3 separate regions of the Danio rerio genome follow, and regions 2 and 3 are each linked to region 1. The links are chromatin contacts, called in public HiChIP or PLAC-seq maps. All regions are on one chromosome and are shown on one strand. Each heading gives the region's core, a stretch centred on a gene start, on an enhancer-like site or on the middle of the called end of the contact. The rest is flanking DNA. Distances are from core to core; before and after follow the strand shown. Region 1 holds the start of LOC100150229. Region 2 holds the start of si:ch211-284e13.6. Region 3 holds the start of si:ch211-284e13.4.

What was found. HiChIP or PLAC-seq counts read pairs in DNA pulled down with a chosen protein or histone mark.
Region 2: an H3K4me3 HiChIP or PLAC-seq map of gastrula embryo shows a contact between it and region 1, with 2.1 times the contacts expected there. The contact joins the promoter of si:ch211-284e13.6 here to the promoter of LOC100150229 in region 1. A contact is called at or near these places in 1 of 18 Hi-C or Micro-C datasets (caudal fin) and 2 of 4 datasets of contacts at active chromatin or transcription factors (embryo and gastrula embryo).
Region 3: an H3K4me3 HiChIP or PLAC-seq map of gastrula embryo shows a contact between it and region 1, with 2.0 times the contacts expected there. The contact joins the promoter of si:ch211-284e13.4 here to the promoter of LOC100150229 in region 1. A contact is called at or near these places in 2 of 4 datasets of contacts at active chromatin or transcription factors (embryo and gastrula embryo).

What each region holds. Positions count from the first base shown.
Region 1 is chr5:39,158,145-39,161,956 of GRCz12tu, reverse strand. It overlaps LOC100150229, which reads left to right and starts at 2,259. Exons shown (of 2, transcript XM_001923522.9): 1 at 2,259-3,166. The coding sequence starts at 2,509.
Region 2 is chr5:39,024,368-39,028,118 of GRCz12tu, reverse strand. It overlaps si:ch211-284e13.6, which reads left to right and starts at 1,915. Exons shown (of 4, transcript XM_021476559.3): 1 at 1,915-2,231. It overlaps gucy2d (guanylate cyclase 2D, retinal), which reads left to right. Exons shown (of 19, transcript NM_131866.1): 19 at 37-461.
Region 3 is chr5:38,996,811-39,000,401 of GRCz12tu, reverse strand. si:ch211-284e13.4 reads left to right here and starts at 2,111. Exons shown (of 3, transcript XM_690205.10): 1 at 2,111-2,778. The coding sequence starts at 2,427.

The DNA.
Region 1 (3,812 bases), core at 1,010-3,509:
GCACACTGATCAACCAAATTGTATGTTTTTCTTAATTTTTTCTTCAGTAGTACCTGCACTTTACGTCAAAAAAATGGGCAAAAGAAAATGAATATGTGGTTCATGATGAAATACTGAGGTCTGAAGCTAAACCATCTGTCTTTACAAGACACTGCATATTATTAGAGTATTTTACTTTTAATCCACTGCTCACTGGCTGTTTAACAGTCATAAGCATGTACGCAACAATCTGGAGTGTAAACTTGCAGACGTGTAATTATGTATGTCTTCTTTACACAAACTCACATATTTGTGCTGATGCTATACAAGTGTTTGGAGTTGCTTATATTTGAGAAACTACAGCCTTCATAAAATAGTTTGATTGTGCTCAATTCCCAACATTTGATATTTGAAAGTATTGTATTCATTTAGTCAGGAACAAATTATTATTTATTCCCCAAGCAATTAAGTTTTTAAATTCCTCCTCTTCTTCTTTCTTTTTTAAATATTTCCCAAATGATGTTTAACAGAGCAAGGACATTTTCACAGTGTGTCTGATAATATTTTTTCTTCTGGAGAAAGGCTTATTTGTTTTATTTCGACTAGAATAAAGCAGTTTTAAATTTTTTAGGTCAAAATTATTAGCCCCTTTAAGCTATATTTTTTCGATAGTCTACAGAACAAACTATCGTTATACAATAACTTGCCTAATTACCCTAAACTGCCTAGTTAACATAATTAGTTAAGCCTATAAATATCACTTTAAGCTGTATGGAAGTGTCTTAAAAAATATCTAGTCAAATATTATTTACTGTCATCATGGCAAAGATAAAATAAATCAGTTATTAGAAATCAGTTATTAAAAGTATTATGTTTAGAAATGTGTTGAAAAAAATCTTCTCCCTGTTTAACAGAAATTAGGGAAAAATTAAACAGGGCGGCGAATAATTCGGGGGGCTATAATTCTGACTTCAACTCTATATATATATATTTATATGTATGCTGCAAATGAAATTTTCCTACGGAGACAAATAAAAGTTAACCAACAAACTCCCTGTTTATGATTTTTGTTTGAGCCTTTTGCTTTTTTATGCTTTTTATTCATTGAAGTGCTGTATCCATTGATTTGCACTGTATGAATCACCAAGGACTGCGCTACAAATCTTTATTTTTACATATCTTTATATTTGTAGTCATTTCCAATTCTTGTCTGGAATATGATTTTGTGTTGAGGTGGTGGAGAGATTCTTAAACTCTTGCTGAGCAGAAATACTTAAACCCTATATACACCTGTAAAAATATTATTATTAACAATGTATTTATTGTGACAAAATTAACAGATTTACAAACAAAATGACGTTCATTTAAACAACATTTTAGGGGGTTGACCTAATGCTTATTATAGTAGATGAAATATGCAATGAGAAGATATAAACAATATACACAAACAAGCTTAGTCCCTTTATTAATCCGGGGTCGCCACAGCAAAATGAACCGCCAACTTATCCAGCTTGTTTTACGCAGCAGATGCTCTTCCAACTGCAACCCATCAATGGGAAACATCCATACACTCCCATTCACACACATATATACGGACAGTTTAGCTCACCTAATTCACCTACCACGTTTATGAAGTTGTGGGGGAAATTAGAGCACCCAGAGTGTTTTCAGTCATTCAAGTATAAATTGAGAAGTTCTAGGGAAACTATAAATGATTGACTTTTCACATGATTTTGACAAAACTCCAGCCTTCATGTTTATTTTATGTTTAAGATATAGAATGTTTATTTGCTTAAACATTATTTGCTGAGGGTGGCACAGTGGTTAGCACTGCTGCCTCATAGCAGGATGGTCGCTAAAATTTCATTCAAAAATGAAAATATTTCTCAACCTCCTTTGTTTATGTTGATTTCACTTTAAAGACCATGAAAATAACTTTTTTTGCATAAAAGTGAAATTACTGAACCTCCACATAGGAGACTTATGAAAAACGCTCATTTTAGAAGAAAATTTCAGATGGCATTTACAGGTTTCTGCATCTGAGATCTGAACTCTTCAAATGATATATTTGCTAAAAGAAGTAGCCTATAGCATATATTGAATAAAAAGCCTTTATTACCAATTTTTTCATAATTTTATCATTTAATACCAATAAATGATCATTTTAAATCAGCCACATTTGCCTTTTATAACCATAACTGTGTTTTGTCCCCCTAAAAAAACTTATTTGCAACTTATACGTAAAAACTACAAAGCCCACATGATATGCTGACGTCATCATTGCTCGACATCGTCGGTGACGGCAGCAGAATGCGACAGCTTGGTCAAGATTTACAAACATTTTAAGGGGGTCTGTGTTTTCAACACAGCAAACAGACAGTGTAACGAAGTGCTGATAATGGATGTGAGGATGTTAACTATTCAGCTCTAGTCAGCCAAGACAGAAACCAAACGCGCCTTCAGAGCTCTGCAATCCCGTATGTAACGTTACATCGCTCAGTGTGTAGGAGCGTGCCGTGGATCGTAGCCATGACTTTGAGCATGGACATCAGCGTTTCCTTTCTCAAGTGCGAACTCGCCTCTACTATTGATCAAGCCGTAAGATGCGCCGTTGAAACTGTTTTAAGAGAAACGGCGCGTGTTGTCGGAGTAAAGCTGGCCGCGGCTCGTAATGCAGCCGCAGAGTCGCACCGGGAGAACCAGAGCCTGCGGGAGAGGCTGGAGATCTCCGAGAGCGAGCTCAAAGCGGTCCGCTACTACATGACCGCGGCCGAGAAGAACATCAAACAGTGTTTACTCCTCAACAGAAACCAGCCCGGGGCAAACAGCGCGCGGTCGAGCGCAGAGGACGCAGTGTTCGTGTTTCCCTCACGCCTCGCGGACGAAAGCCCCACAGCACCCGCACAGAGCAGAGATTCTTCCCGCAAGACTTTTCGCAGCTCACCGGGAAGAATCCACAATCTCAAAAATGTTCCCAGTGTGGGCCTGTGTCTGCCCACGGTGCAGTCAGTCTGGCCTCGTGATTGTGTGAACCGCAGGAAAGCACGAGGCTCTTCAGTAGGGAACAGTTCAGCCCTCTCGAGTGACTCTACCAGCACACAAGTTCTGCTGGACAACACTGCTGCCCTCTTCAAACCGCAAGAGGACACAGAGGGCCCGTTTTACATCACCAACGAGGGCGGAAAAGGTTCATTGTTATTATTGTTTTCATTTGTAAGCAGGATAATGAGTTGCATGACCATCAATTATGGCCATGCAATTTATTTTTAATTTATTTATATCAATGAAAATAAATATTGGCTGGTGGCAATTATTTTATTTAAAAAAAGGTCATGGCCAATAAAAGAAAACAAAACAGTTATATTCAGGACCAACCACTGAAAAATGTTCAACTTAACATGCAACAGTCCTCACATTAATATTATTTATATTTATTAATATTATTATTATATTTTTATGACAAACTATATTCTGTACAAGTGTAAGTTTGTTTTAGGATATACTAAACTTTGGATTATGCAGCAGACTATATTCAACTGCCTCAGGGCCAGACAGAACCTGTGGATATTTTTTGCTTTTTCTGAGCAGAATTTTGTTCAAAAAATCTGCAGATTTATGCTGAAGGATTTTTGGAGCATTATAAATAAAACCTTAATTTATGAAAAGAAACTTTTTTTACTTGTATTTAATGTGTACAATGCAAATCCAATTAGATCCATTTGGTAAACAAAGTAAGTCTCTCGTATAATATATCCACTAAAATACAAAAAAAAATTACTTTACAAACTATATTGTGAATAATCATACAAATATTTTCATATTAGTTAATAATA
Region 2 (3,751 bases), core at 666-3,165, 130 kb after region 1:
GTACTCATGCTGTTCTGTTTCTGTGCCTTCCAATAGGTTGTGATGCTCATGTTTCTGCACCAGCCTATCGAGTTAGGAGAAAGTGGGGCAAGGGGATGAAAAGGGTGAATTGAGGTGTTCAAAAACCCCTCGGCTACCCTTTTTCTACTTAAATACATTCCCGAAAAAGAATGGAAAGCCCCACTAGGACATCTGACAAGAACACAAACATATGAACTCTGAACGCCAGCCTGTCAAACCCACCGGCTCAACAAGACGCCATGTACCAACTGCTATGGATGGATACAGAGGACTCTTTGACATTTGTAAAGAGTTTATAATGCAGGTTTATTCCACTAAATTAAAGACACTGCTGAGATAATCGCTCATCGAGAGAGAGAATGAGAACAGCAGCACACGGCTGATTCATCTCTGCAGTTCTACGAAGATATGTTTTCTAAATTACTTTGTTGTTTATAAAACAAAAGAAAAAAGGAAAATTGACACGCTCGTTTCTAACGGCAGCAGATCAATTTAGTTCATCAGAAATAACGCCAATGATATCCGTGTATTGAAATTATTTAAAATACCGTGTTGATTTTGTTTGCTAGGAGTATCAGGCTTTAATAACTAGGTGTTAGTTCAGACAAGAGCTTCTTCACATTCTTCACATTTTCGTTTCGAACTGTTTGGCCTTCATAGGAAATGACATGCATTCAGAGCAGTTTTCATGGCCAAGCAAACCCGGGGTCACATGACAGACAATTACTCGCTTTCAGGCGAGTAGCTCAACTCCATTGTCCTCTTTGAGTTAAAGGTAAGAGATACTTTAAAAAGGAAAATCGTGAGCTGAAACTGAAATGGTCAGGTTTATAATGGCACGCTGCATTATCCTGATACTCGGCACATTCCATGCATAATATCCTGATGTCAAAGTCCTGAAATATAACCAAAGAGAAGCGCATATCAGCAAGTTCTCCAAAGATTTTCTCTGTGCAATTTTGCCTGCTCATACAGTCTGTAAATATATTCACCCCCATAGAAAGGGGCATTATTTGACCATTATTTGGGGATTTTTAAAACGTGTGGTTTGGATATCTTCAATTCAGATACGAGGTTGTGGCACCTGTGGATGACGCTGTCACCTGATACCTAAACCACAATCTTGGGAGCTACTGTCTTGGCAGAATGTAGCTAATTTTCAATTGTAAAACTCACCATTTTATCTTGTTGTCTGTGATTGTGTAAATAAAAGCTGATTTTAGGGAGTGTGCAGATTCTTTCTTAGTGTTTAGTGGATAGATGTGCTTATTTAGTGTCATGATGTCATCTATATTCAAAGCAAAAGGTTTATTTATTCACTTCAAATGTTCAAATGATACAAGACGCATAAGTATTGCTAGTTCCAGAGCTTAATAAGCATTAACAAAAGGGTCAAGTGATTTGTTTGTTTGTTTGGACAGTTTTAGATAAGGTAAAAACACACAAAAAAGTATTGGGATATATTTCTCCCACCACACTGAGGAAGACTAACAGGTATACTGAGGATGCCAACACACAAGGGACAAAAAATCTTTGTGTTCATTCTGGCATAATGTTTGTGTTATTATTATTATTATTACTATGTTATAAATCAGTTGTACATCCGTTTGATGATAAAGAAGGAGGGATATCTGTGTTTTGTGTGCGTATGTCAGGGTTAATATGACTGATTGATAAAGAAGCGCGGAGGATTGGGTGTCAACTCGCGCTCGGGTGACTCGAGTAAACGGAGTCTGAGCTGAATTATAATTCGCCTAGAACTAGGACATGGTGGCTCCGCCCATTTATCAAAAAGCCCCACGTTGATTGGACGAAGATACGCGAGTGAGGCGGAGTTAATGGGTGTGTCGTGAAGCGTGACCAAACTATGATTGGCTTTCGTCTCTCTCTATCAGAATCCAAATAGCGGCTCCTAGAGCCAAACCACATTTTACACATTAAGGAGCTGTCTGTGGTAAAGTGTCGCTGATACTAACACAGGATAATTCATACCGTGCCAACGTTGTTTTTAAATTGAAGACAAGCTCCTTCAAGAAACCAAACGCCTTATTTGACCATAGGAATAGTTTGCTTATGGTTTATTCCCAATTATGTGCAGCCGATAAAGCTCTTTCTTCTTTAAAAAGACGAACACAATTTCGGCTAAATCGACGGAGAACTCACTTGACATGCACTTCACGGACTTCCACGGACTACTACTGTAACACAAGGTAAACCTCCTCAAATATGACATGTGTAAATCATGTTTGGCAGATTTAAATGTGTTGATCATACCTGACATCTGTTCATGTCATAATGGTTGTTGTTTACTTTATATAATTTTTTTTAAACAGCAGTTGTGTGAACAGGCATGTTGTATTCTATTGTGCTGCTGTCCACGACAGGTGTACTGTGCCTTTATAAGCTGTCGTCGTATTAAAATGTCCATGTTTCTGTATTAGCTCGCTCGGCACGCGCGCGTTTCTCTTCGGCTCGCGCTTGGCTCTGCTGTCACGCGCGTCAAAGCTGCGTCTGTCCGCGGCGCATCTCCTGCTCGCAGCGTTCAGGCTTTCGGCTTCAAACTGCGCGAACCGCCGCTCTTCCCCAACCCCCGTTCAGCGCTCCGGCAGCGAGGCGGGGCCAGCCCAAATAAATGTGGGGAGGGGAAAAACGAAGACAACAAACCTTAAAAATGTAGGCCACGGCGCGTGACCCAGTTCCTCGCGAACAACACAGCGAGTGTGAATGTGGAGCACGGTTATTATCCCCCACGCCCGGCACGGTTCCAGGGCGGCTTCAACTGTGTGAGTGTGTGTGTTTGTGTGTTTTTCTCTCTGTGCCAGCCAATGTTCAGGGGCTTTTACAAATATCAAAGAGGAGAAATAAATGCTACATTTACCCAGTTTGCTAACTAAAATTGTAACTATGTGTCAAAAAGTTAGCAAGGATTTTTAACATGTTTTTGCACAATGGTACTTTGACACTAGACAAGTAGTTTGTGTGTATATATAAAGTATCTCTAATATATTATGTTAATAATATATTAATACTTTATATTTTGTCAATTTTTTTATGCAAATTCAATAGAATTTTATTTAATTTATATCAATAAATTAAAAATTTCCCCTGCTAAAACCTGCAGTTAGCCCTTTAAGTTATTTTATCACATTATTATAGTATATAACAAAGTATTATTATGTATATTATTACCATTATTGTTGTTATTATTATTATGTTTTACATAAATAAAACTTAGGGTGTGGTTGTGAAATACTGATCCTAGATCAGAAACAAAACTTCAACATACACAGTGGCTACATACAAAAACATAACGTTTCATACTAAATAAGCAAAAACAGATTGTGACTTTAAAAAAAATATTAAATCGAAAAGTGGGAAAACTACAGTCTCAAGATGGCAGATGTAGTTCCGATTACATTTAAATGAATCCTATATTCTAGTCTTCAAAATAAGTACCTTCTCAAGAGAATATGCAATTTCGGATGCAGCCATAGACATTAGTATGGGCTGAGCATGTGGTAAAGCACATCTCTGTTCACCTGTTGATTTCACAGAGGGAGAGTGTCAGTTTCAATAGTGTGTGTTATAATCTGAGGTAAGGGGTGGGCTGGGCTGCTTTTGTGTGGCCATATTGGGTGTTCTTGGTCTTGACCATGGTTGAATGCAAAAAGAGAAGATTGTAGCCTTGTGTGTGACAGATATTTTGTTTTGGGCCCCCAAGAGAAGGCGA
Region 3 (3,591 bases), core at 862-3,361, 160 kb after region 1:
AAGGGTGTAATGATACTAATTTTGTACAGAAAGACATGCATTTTTATTGAAAGAAATGGCTGCAGACAATGGGCTATATGCACACAGATGTTTAAGACTTGTAAGATCTGATTTCTTTAAAAATTAGTGATCTTCACTGCCTGATAGATATACAATATTATGTTTATCTCAGATCAGACAAGAAGCACTGCATTAAATCCCATTTCTCCCCACCATGTCTTTAAAATTGACTGTTTATTTTACCCCAGAGTTTCAGCGCTCGCCTGCTGATCCTGACGGCACTAGCGCTTACACTGTCTTTCATCTCGTATTATGCTTAATCAAATTAATGAATGCTGAAGTCTTTTTAACTGAATGTATTGTGATTACATCACAACATTGATGCTGTAAAAGGAACCTCATAAAATTAAAAATATTCACACAAACCACACCTGCCAACACTCTCGTTTTTCCCAGGAGTCTCCCGTATTTCAGAAAACTCCCCCTGCACACCAACCCAACGTGCAACCATCTTCATAACCGCTTCCCACTTTTAAGTTCGCGCACGAAACATGCTTTCATCATATACAGTGAACTAATAATTGACTAATGTCATTGTCATCTTTAATATGTTCTTATAATTCAGGCATTCTCAAACTTTTGTCAGCTAACCATTATCTTAAAATGTGTAGGCCCACTTAAAATCAAGCTGTAATCTAACACAATAAAATCAATATTTCAATAATTTATCAATGCATATGCATAAGGCAAATGTGGAAATTAATCATGAATCATTATTTTATTATAAAAGATCTACTCAGAAAATAACAATGTTTTGGAAAATATATATTTAATATTGATTTATTTTAAAAAAATGCACAGTGATCTTGCTGAAAAACACTAGTCTTTACTACAATTTAAGATCCAACAGTCCACTTCTTTAAATGAAATGAGTGCAGTTAACTCAAAATGCACTGAAAGTTAGTTCATCTCATTTGAAAAGAGTTTTGAACTCAGTGTTAAAGGTATTGAGTTAACTAAATACCTCATTCAACTTAAATGGAGTAAGTTCACAGTACTCATATATAGATTAGTTTTTTAACTCACATGGTTTGTAGCAATCGGTTTCCTCAAACGGTTTGAGCTGCCTTAACTTATTGGGTTTTACAGTACTCAGCTGGTTTGAGTTCTCTTCATTTGTCAGGTTTTACTGTGCTCAAATTGCTTTATTTACTCAAGTGGATTAAGTTCACAGCACTCATTAGGATTAGTTTTTGAACTTAAATGATTTGTTCCTATTGGTTTCCTCAAACAGTTTGAGTTACTTTTTGGGTTTTTACAGCATGTATATCCACTAAATACAAATGGTTTTAAAATGAAATTAAATGTTTGCTATGTTCAAATTGTAAATGGGTTGTTCATTTATTCATTCATTTTCTTTTCAGCTTAGTCCCTTTTTTAATCTGAAGTCGCCAACCTATCCAGCACATGTTCTATGCAGCGGATGCCCTTCCAGCTGCAACTGTAAATGGGTTGTTTAGACTGGTAATTTCACATTTACTGCATGAATTTCAACAAATTCTAATAAGTAATTTAGCATTTTTGTCTCATTAAGCATTCAAATTAATCTAATGTGTAGTGCAGGTGAAAGTTATCAAGTTAATTTATTTTTTGACACACACACACACATAAAAAAAAAAATAATGCAAAAGACAACCAACAGGGGTCGCAAACGTCTCGCCATGAGGGATGCTCTATAGCGCAAGAGACTTGCCAATGACCGGAGAGAAGGGGATTCCGCATTTAATAATTAAAAAATACAACACTACGTTAAAAAGACACAGTGTCGTGTATGTTTACCATAAGAAAAATAATTACAGAATTGATTTGACCGTGCATTCCTCCTACATCCTGCCAGATGCAAAATCACAAACTGCCAATTAAAAGAAACCCATAATGTGGGATTACACGCGACATGTGTTAATTAAACCTGGAGGATGCTGAGCTGTCTCGATCCACGAATCCACCGAAAATAACGCAGTCTCAGATCTCCTGTGTGTACACCGTGTGCATGAACTGGCATTAGCGGGTTTACCAGCCTCACAGACGTACAGACAGAGGGGAGGGGGGCATCCGAGTGTGCGGGGTAGAGCTGTACAGTAAACAATTCTGGTACGCTTGCAATGATGCTACACATCAGAGCTGCATGCTAGTGCAGACGTCGGATGCCGCATGTGCACGCCTGTCAGTGGAGCCTGCCCGGGTGCACACAACCATACAGCCTGGACCAGGAGGAAAACAAGCTAATTTGGGCTCTCCTCGAGGGCGCGAGGGTGCATGATGAGAGAGAGGAGAGAACCGCTGCTATCATGAACGAATGTAAAATATACCACAGATTTTAAACAGACGTTGGTGGATTAGAAATAAAACAAGCAACTGGCCGAGCAATGGAGAGCCAGGCGGCGATGGAGCAGCAGAGCTACGAGGACGTGCGGAAAAGCGGGTATCTCCGCAAGCAGAAATCTATGCACCGGCGCTTTTTCGTTCTCCGGGCTGCTTCGGAGCAGGGCCCGGCCAGACTCGAATATTACGAGAACGAAAAGAAATTCCGAAGCAAGTCACCAGTCCCAAAGAAAGCAGTGAACCTGGACTCTTGCTTCAACATCAACAAACGGGCAGATTCAAAAAACAAGCACATGATAGTGCTGTACACCCGCGGGGAGAGCTTTGCCATAGCCGCGGACACCGAGGAGGTCCAAAACGAATGGTACCAGGCCATGCTGGATCTACAGTGTAAATGTGAGCAGGAAAATTATGTGTTATTGTACCCTAGAGTCGAATTCTTTAATGATCTGTCATTCAAATACAGGGCGCAGCATAGACCTTGGTGGTTGCAATTGCTTGCATCTCCCCATCAACTTGCGTGTTGCTGAGGGGAGCCCCCTTGTCTTCAGTGGATGTATATTTGCAAAGCTGTTTGGATTGAAATGCACGTTCTACCCCACCCGTCTGTTCAATGTAGCCACCACACCTGGAGATGTGGACGCTCGCGGTATTAAAAGGGCTAGATTGATTACGGTGCATGCATTGTAGATCCATTCATAAATGGACGATATCATCGTTTGATTTTAATTGGAAAATCGACATGCAATATAGCATATAATGAAATACTCCCCAGCCCTAGACATAACTACTATAATGCGTAGTGTGAGAGTGGCGCATTGTGCAGCGGACGCTACTGCAGCGCTCACGACTGTTTTTGTTTTTCTACACATTTGTGCATGTTGTGCGTGTAACCTACATTTCTGTCATAGCGGTTTTGCCGGGGAGGGGAGCCGCAGCAGCCGTGCGTATTTATTGGAATACGGGTCTCCTCTTGCCTCATGTTTTGGTAGAGCATGATCCCCCCACCCTGCCGCTGAATGAACCGATCACCGGGTTGAACAGTAGGCCATCAGTGATCATATGGAGACATTAGCACACAGTTCCTTCCTTTAGCACACAGTGCTTAGCATATATATAAGCACACCCCTCACAAACCAATCTTTTAAATTCATATTTTTAATAGGAAGCTATACAATATTGTATTTGTGCATATACATTAGATTAGTC